2 separate regions of the Neogale vison genome follow, and region 2 is linked to region 1. A link is a contact called in public Hi-C data. All regions are on one chromosome and are shown on one strand. The core of a region is the stretch at or near the end of the contact, and the rest is flanking DNA. Distances in the headings are between cores, read along the strand shown.

Region 1 (4,128 bases), core at 1,160-3,659:
GACAAAGCTGCGACTCACCTCGTCCTCCGTGAACTCTGACTCCGTGTCATAGCTCTCCTCATCCTCGCTCTCTGGCAGCATCTGAAGGTTTTCTAGGGTCAGCTGGCCCAGCTGCTGCTGTATCCGCGTGCTTGGGCGGCCCCAGGTGAGCTGGTATGGGGAATAGCCCTGGTAGGTAACTCTGTTGACATCAGCCCCACACTTCAACAAGAGTGACACGAGATCAGAATTCTGCAGGTCCACGGCGAGATGGAGGGCGGTTCGGCCATTGCAGGGCTCCTGAAACCCAAAGGAATTGGGAGAGGTTTATGGCTGAGTTTGGAATTTCTGCTTGCAACAAAAGCACATGAGGTCTTACTGTGGAGGGCCTTGCAGCCCTGAGGCACTCCATCTGGAGACATGAAGTACTCACCTGAGCATTGACGTCAGCACCCAGAGACACCAGAAGTTCCACAATGCCCAAGTAACCATGGATAGAGGCTAAATGTAGACACGTGTGCCCTAGAAGAATGATGAAAAAAGTATAATCACTTGTTTCAACCCTCAGATCTCAAGCACAGCTTTCCACCTATTCTGGTAGGGGGCAAATACTTCTGATTTTGGAGAACCCAGAATCTGGGCTCTGAATGGACTTTATTAAGGCATCAAACAGGCCTTTTACGTGTATTTTCTCATCCTCTCTGGTGCTGAGAGTTTCTACTCTCGCCTGGATTCCTAAAGTTGGCCCACCTCCCCCTTCTCCAAGTCATCTGCCTTCTGATGGGCAGGGGGTAGGGCAGGCAGACGTACCATTGTAGTTAGTGGCCTGGAGGATGGAGGAGAGGTGCTGGGTCCTGCAGGTCTGAGTCAGGACTCCCACACTGGCCAGGCAGCCTTGCTCACAGGCAAGGTGTAGGGGGGTATTTCCTCGAAAGTCTCTGAGCTCAGGATCACAGCCAGCTCCCAGAAGTGCCTCAGCAATTTCTGGTTGGTTGGTGATCACAGCCAAGTGGAGTGGAGTCTACAAACAGAAGAGGGAACAGAAAGAGGGTAAGCCATGGCCCAAACTCAGAGTCTTGTCCTCCCTTGAACCCCAGAGATCTCCTGGTCTTTGACTGTTGCTCTTCCCAAACAGGTCTGAGGGGCAATACAAATCCCAGAGGCTCCAGGTGGGCTTTCACAAAGGCCTCACCAAATCAATGGAATTTTCTTTCCTCTCTAGGACCTTGCATAAAAGGTCAGGGAAGATAATGACCCGTGATTGTTAATCGACGAAAGGTTGGGAGCAGCTGTGCTAGATCCAGCTTTATTACTAGGTCAGAGGCACGGGGCTGGGCAGGCCGGCGCACCTGCTGCAGGTTGTTCTGGAAGTTGAGAAAGGCCAGGTCGCCCTTCACTTGGCGGATCACTTCCATGGTCAGTGCCTTCTCTTCATGGATGATGGCCAAGTGCAGGAACCTAAGGGGAACAGAGGGAAAAACCCCCAGGGCTGGTGAGTGCATTGCGTGGGGCCCAGGGAGGCGCGGGCTGCGGGGGATTGCGCAAGGCCGGGGTTTCTGGAGGCCGAGGCCGCGGTGTTTTCCGCGAGGTTATTATGAGCTGAGTGTTCCTGGCAGGCGCCCAGGGACTTTCCGGGCGCCCCCCCCACCACCACCCTTCTCGGCGGGCGCCGGTCAGACCGCCCCGCCCTCCCGCCGGGCCGGAACGCCCTGTACTTCCCCTCCCGGCCGCGAGGCGCCCGCCAGCGGGGCAGAAACTCCAGCCTACCCTCCCCCCGCCCCCCGACTCTCCCTTATGCAAGAGGGGACTTCGCGTCCCCGCCGCCGCCCCGCCCCCGCCGAGCGCCGAGAAGACCCGGCCCGGGCCCGGGGTGGAGGGGGGGAGGGGAAGGCATGCGCGTCTGCAAGGCAGAGCTGCTGCACGGCAGCCCCGGGATCCGACCCTCATTTCCCATCCCCCGGCCCCTACGCGCATCCCTCCGCTTTGCACGGCCTCCGGGAGATGGCGGGCGGCGGAGCATAAATCCCGGTCTGCGGCCGCCTCGCGCGCCTCGCGCTGCAGGCCCGGCGTCCCCACCCGGCCCCGCGGCACTTACGAGTCTCCGTCCTCGGTGAGCTGCTGCTTCCAGGGCTCGGCGCCGCGCGGCGCCTCCTGCGGCTCGAGGCGGATCTCCTTCAGTTCCTTCACCAACTGTTCGTACTCCTCGTCCTTCATGGAGTCCAGGCCGCTGTCGTGGCGGTCGTCCAGCAGGCGCTCCTTCTTGAGCGCGTCCCGGGGACCCTCCATGGCCCAGTCCTGGTTGTGCTCGGCGGCCTGAAACATGGCGCGGGGGAAGCTGTGGCGCTGCTGCCCAGGTGCGCTCGGCCGCGGGCTGCGCGCTCGCTGCCTCTAAGTGTCACGGAGGGGAGGACCGCTGGCTGCGACTCTTGTGGGCTCGCCAGCGCCGCCGCGGCGCCCTATAAACGCTGGCAGGGGATTTCTCCGGGGCGGGGTCAGGCGCGGGGAATTTCCAAGCCAGTCAGACCAGAAAAGAGAACTGGCCTCGTCCTCTGCTCGGGAGGGAGACGGGGGTGGGGGCGGGGGGAGAAGCCTAAACCCTGACTCGGGTTCATCAGAGAAACTCCCCGCGATGAGCCACTGGGGTCATGTACAGGGAACTTTTTTGATGAACGCTGAGTGGCTGGAAAGTCCTCCCGACTAAGGTCCCCTACCCCGGTACTTCCCTGCTGCTTGCACTCAGTAATCCCGTCCCTCTGCAAGAAGCCTTCTTTCCCTGGGGTTTCCCACGATCGATTCGATTTGGGGTCGTGGACTGCTGAGATCCCAGTGAACGCAGACCTGTTGTGCAGTTCCTCCGTGGGGTTTGCCGACCCGCCGGTCCTTTCCGATTCTTGATCTTTTCGAAAACTCGAGTGGAAATGATGGCTGGACGTCGGGATTTGCTTCCCCACACTTCTCGCTGCGGGAAAGGACGCACTGGCGGGTTAGAAGGTCGCAGGCTGCCTCTGCCTTCCTACCAATACCAGGCTCTCTGCAGCGCAGGGACACTTAGCCCTCCCCAGCAAACCCCCCCCCCCCCCGTAGAAGTTGTGAATGTGAATGCTTTGGCATTAAGAGACCAGTGGTTGGAGAACCCTCAATCATTTCCTCGGGATTGACAGTCCTGGTGGCTGGAGGAGGGGCAAACACTCTGCCCTGTATTCAGGCAAAATGCTGAACATGACCATAATTTTTTCCAAGTAAAGCAAAGTGTTGATCTTTGTAGTAGAAGTTGTAGCTAGCTACCCTGGATGAACAAAAGAATTATCGAGGTCATGGTCCCTGATTTGCACTGTGCTGCTGCAAAGAATGGATCCTCAGCTTACTTCTGGGTGCCCAGCTGGGTGACTTTCCAGAAGCATTTGGAAGAGGCTGAAGAATAGGGTGAGCAGTGCCTTACCCAAGATTGGGACTTAAGGATGGCTAAGAAAGTAGTTGCTAAGCCTGCTACAAGAGATTACTAGATTACCCCCTTTGCTAGCTCCTTGCTCTCCTGCCCTGGGGAGGGCAGCAGTTGGACATATCCAGGCTCCCCATCTTCTGGTTTCACCTGCAGAAATAGAACTTATGTTCCCACTCCACCCCCTTCTCCTAACCTGCAAGCCTCTAATTGAATTTGTCTACTTCTAGAACCGGTTCAGGCAAAATAAAGCAATTGGGTCAGAGTTTTTAGGGATGAGCCCCAGGAGCCTCTATAGTTATGCAGAAAGTTCTGGTGATTGTGTTGCATTCATCTTTAACTTAACTGGCTGTGTACTAACCAGCCGTTTGCTCATCTCTTCTTTCTCCAATCCTCTATCTGAATGTAGGGAACCTGGGTCAGGGGGAGTGAGAAAAAAATAGGGGAAAACCCTAAAATCAAGACCTAAAACCTTCAGGGTCATAATGATCACATGTTTATAATGAAAGCTTTCCAAGGACAGACTCCATTGTCTCTGCAGGCACATGATATACAAAAACCCTTATGGAAGCAGGATAGAGCAGTGGCTATACGTAGATCATCTCCCTTCCGACTCCACCTCTAATTAACTGCATATTAATTGGGGAGATCAGTTAACTTTGCTGTGGTCTACCTGCTCTGATCATAAGATTCAATCAATGTCATTTAAA
Region 2 (4,128 bases), core at 1,138-3,637, 250 kb before region 1:
CAAGGACAAAGACTTTTGTCTGTTTTGTTTACTGCTATAGCCTAGAATAGTACTTGGTACATAATGAAGATGCAATGAAGTGGGTATTTACCCCAAAGATACAAATGTAGTGATCTTAAGGGACACATGCATCCCAGTGTTTATAGCAGCAATGTTCACAATAACTAAACTAGAGAAAGAGCTCAGATGTCCACTGACAGATGAATGGATAAAGAAGATATGGTATATATATCATGGATTATTACACAGCCATCAAAAATGCAATCTTGCCATTTGCAATGATGTGGATGGAATTAGAGGGTATTATGCCTGAGCGAAATAAGTCATCAGAGAAAGACAATTATATTTCACTCATATGCAGAATTTAAGAAACAAAACAGAGGATCATAGGGGAAGAGAGGAAAAAGGAAACAAGATGAAATCAGAGAGGGAGAAAAACATAAGAGACTTTTTTAAAAATTTTTTTAAAAAAATATTATTTATTTATTTATTTGATAGAGAGAGAGATCACAAGTAGGCAGAGAGGCAGGCAGAGAGAGAGAGGAGGAAGCAGGCTCCCTGCTGAGCAGAGAGCCCAATGCGGGACTCGATCCCAGGACCCTGAGATCATGACCTGAGCTGAAGGCAGCGGCTTAATCCACTGAGCCACCCAGGCGCCCAAGAGACTTTAATTATAGGAAACAAACAGGGTTGCTAGAGGGAAGGGAGGATAGAGGGAGGGGTAACTGGGTGATATACACTAAGGAAGGCATGGGATTTAATGAACACTGGGTATTATATAAGACTGATGAATCACAAACCTGTGCCTCTGAAACCAGTAATATATTATCTGTTAAATAATTGAATTTAAACAAAAAATTTTTAAAAAAATAAAGCAAATTTACTTCAATAAAAATACCTTTTATTGACAGCCAAAAAAAAAAAAAAAAGGAGAGGAGAAAGTACAAGTGACTTTTTTTTTTTGTAAGATTTTATTTATTTGACAGAGATCACAAGTAGGCAGAGAGGCAGGGGGCAGGGAGGGGAGGGAAAAGCTGGCTCCCTGCTGAGCAGAGAGCCTGATGAGGGGCTTGATCCCAGGACCCTGGGATCATGACCTGAGTCGAAGGCAGAGGCTTTAACCCACTGAGCCACCCAGGCGCCCCTGAAATGATATTTCTTACATGGAGTATATTACAGCATGTTTGTCAAAGCTGATGGAAATGATCTAGTGGAGAAGAAAAACTTGATGATATATGAGAGAGAAAGTAAGAACAGAGTGAAGTCAGTGAATAAAAGAAAGGGAACACGATCTGCTGTTGGAGTGGAGGAATTGTCTCAAATACGAATATGGACAGTTCATTTTGAACAGTAAAGGCAAAGTATCTAGGGTGGGGAAAAAGGATCTAGCGTGGGGAAAGGCCTGATAGAAACGGTAAGTGGGGAAAAGTGGGTTTTTTTTCTTTGCACTGACTTTCTCAAATATATACACAAGCTCATCAACTAAAGATACTAGAGGTCTGGAAGATGAAAACTGCCTTAGAGTGTAGGAGAATGAATACGGAGGGAAACGCGGAATACGTGCAAATGAATAACCGAGACACTTGCTTTAGGTTAGAGGACATGAATTCAAAGTGAGACAATTGACCACGGTTCCGTTTTTCTCCAGCCACTTTCGGCTGCCCCGGGGGTACATGTGGAATAAGAGCTTCAGCCAGGCTGGTTAACAAGCAAATGTGAAGGAGGGGAGAAAAGAATAAAGAAAAATTGATTATAAAATCTAAAATGTATAAGAAGGGAAGTGAAAAGTGTTAGTAAAAAGGCATTAAGATCAATCAGTGGGTTATAGGTTGTAGTAGGATCGAAGAACGGTTGGAACCGGGGTCCTCAATTATCCCTCAAAAGCCTCAGTCAAGGCCACGTAACTGAGTGCTAAGATAATTCTTCATTCCCGCAAACCTTTTCCCGGGAAGTGCGGGTCAAACCTCTCAGTACCCCTAAATCACGTCCCATCCGCCTTTGTCAAGAGAGCTTTTATAGAAGCGTAAAGCGAGGCTCCCAGAGGCTGCTCCTCCCCGACCTCCCCCCTACCTGCTGGAGTTTAGGGCCGACCTAACTCTGGAAGCAGCCCCTCCCAAACTCACTGTAGGTACCTGTGCTGGGCGACGCTAACCGCCGGCGAAGAATTTCTTTCCAGTCCATCGCTGACTCCCGCGCAGCAGCTCCTGCATTTGCAGTTCACTAACCGCTCCACCCCCTACTAGCTCAGACTGCAATCACCGCCCAACCCCGTAAAGGTCAGGATCGCTCGAGCGCCATCTTGGACACGGGCGGAAGTGGGCTAACCAGGCAGAAACCCATTATAGCTACTGCGTAGAATACGGCGATCAAGTTAACAGCGGGGAACGCCGACCTGAAACAGACCGAAAAGTGATCTGTTAGGCAGAGCCCAGCTTCCCGAAGTCCAATTTTAAAGGTGCAGGATAAAGAAGCCCACGTATTTATTTCTTTAACTTGGGACTTTGGCGCCTGTGTACCACGTGATTCCAGAGTCCTACGGCGCTTCCGGCCTGAGGAAGAGCTTTTTTGCTTCACAATTTCTTTTCATCGCTCACTGCAGATATCTAGAGGCCCTAAAGTTTCCCTGAACGTAGTAGACGTCCTCAACAGCCCCTTCTGCCACTAACAGCTTCACAATTGTGTTTCTATCGCCTTCCGGCCCGGCGGAACGCCTGCTTGGGGTTCGGCCACGCCCCGGGGCCTGGGCCCTTGCGGTGCATTGTGGATGCGGTAGTTCCGTCGTGTTTATGGTTGCCTTAAGCGTGAGTGCTGAGGTGAGTTGTTGAATGGAGGGAACTTAGTTTCTAAGCGGTCTGTACACGGCCGGCAGTGCCCTTCGTGAATCCCACTTCCTTACTTGAATTGTCAGTTCGGCTCTCTCCCCAACGCCCCCGCCCTCATATCATCACCTGACGTGTTTGGCGGCCTGGGAGGGTTGTTATGCCGGCCCAGGGCCGCTAGATTTTGGCTTTCGCCGCCGTCCATGCTGCTCCCAGGTCTGGGGTTGGGGCGTCCCTCGTTCAGCAAGGCTCCCCTGGGATCATGCCTCTTTTTCAAGGGCTGTTGTGTTCCACGCGAATCAAACTGGACGGGCCTCCTTGTGCTTTTTCCTCAGGTTCACCGTGTGGAATATATCAGACACCGGAGGATTCCTACCCTGTCCCCAGGTTTTAGAACTTGGCGACCGATGTCGGATGTCCCCGGATGGTTGTTTAACGGCAAGAACTCAGCAGACTTCGTTGCGTTAGGTAGCCCCAAAAGCAGACCCCTGATTTGTCTGTGAGAAACTGAAAATCATCTTTTAAGAAGTGGTGCTTCGATTCTCCGCCCCCACTCCCAGTTCCTTAATTATGCTGTAGAAGTAGGGGTTTTGTGAACACCATCCTGTCTAGTGCTGATCTCACTGCACGATGACTTTGTGTTTCACGGGTATTCGAAGCTTTCCCAAGCTTTGGAAGAGCAATCCATACCTTGGCCTAAGCCTGGGGCACTCTTTCCTCTCTCTCTTTCTCAAAGACCGTTATGGCATCCGGGAGCAACAGAAGTGGTTTTCTCTTAAAACAGTGTCTGCACAAAATACTAAAGCAGTGAATCTGCTGGTTGCCAAGTCCAGATACGGCAGGAAAGGAGATGAAGGCAGTAATAAGGAAGTTTCTTCTGATTCCCATCTGTTTGCAGCTGGAGCGGCTAGGAAGAGATCACAGATGAATCCTCTCGGGGAAGATCATGCCTTGCCACCTGTAAGGAACACTATTCAACTTCCAACAAAACCTTTGAATTCAGAAGAGTGGGATAAACTCAAGGAAGATTTCAAAGGAAAAGCTAATTTTGCAAGCTGGATTATTTCACAAATGGCACACTCCCATAGCTCTGTAGATGTGGCCAAATCTCTGTTAGCCTGGGTAGCTGCAAAAAACAACGGTATTGTAGGCTATGATTTGCTGGTCAGGTATTTGTATCTCTGCGTCTTTCATAAGCAGACATCGGAAGTTATTGATGTCTATGAGATCATGAAAGCCAGATATAGGAGATTAGAACCTGGAGCCTATACTCTCCTCATCCAGGGATTAGTCCACTCAGATAGATGGA

What was found. A called contact is a pair of places that touch in the nucleus more often than the background predicts.
Region 2: a contact with region 1 is called in a Hi-C map of muscle, with 4 times the contacts expected there. The contact joins the promoter of PPP2R3C here to the promoter of NFKBIA in region 1. A contact is called at or near these places in 2 of 3 Hi-C or Micro-C datasets (muscle and tongue).

Annotation. Positions count from the first base shown.
Region 1 is chr13:62,275,254-62,279,381 of ASM_NN_V1, reverse strand. NFKBIA (NF-kappa-B inhibitor alpha) reads right to left here and starts at 2,409. Exons shown (of 6, transcript XM_044230766.1): 1 at 2,075-2,409; 2 at 1,329-1,437; 3 at 790-1,000; 4 at 413-501; 5 at 19-279. The coding sequence starts at 2,301.
Region 2 is chr13:62,529,635-62,533,762 of ASM_NN_V1, reverse strand. It overlaps PPP2R3C (serine/threonine-protein phosphatase 2A regulatory subunit B'' subunit gamma), which reads right to left and starts at 2,387. Exons shown (of 13, transcript XM_044231434.1): 1 at 2,133-2,387. The coding sequence starts at 2,181. It overlaps LOC122894081 (mitochondrial ribonuclease P catalytic subunit), which reads left to right and starts at 2,620. Exons shown (of 8, transcript XM_044231430.1): 1 at 2,620-2,813; 2 at 3,155-4,128. The coding sequence starts at 3,450.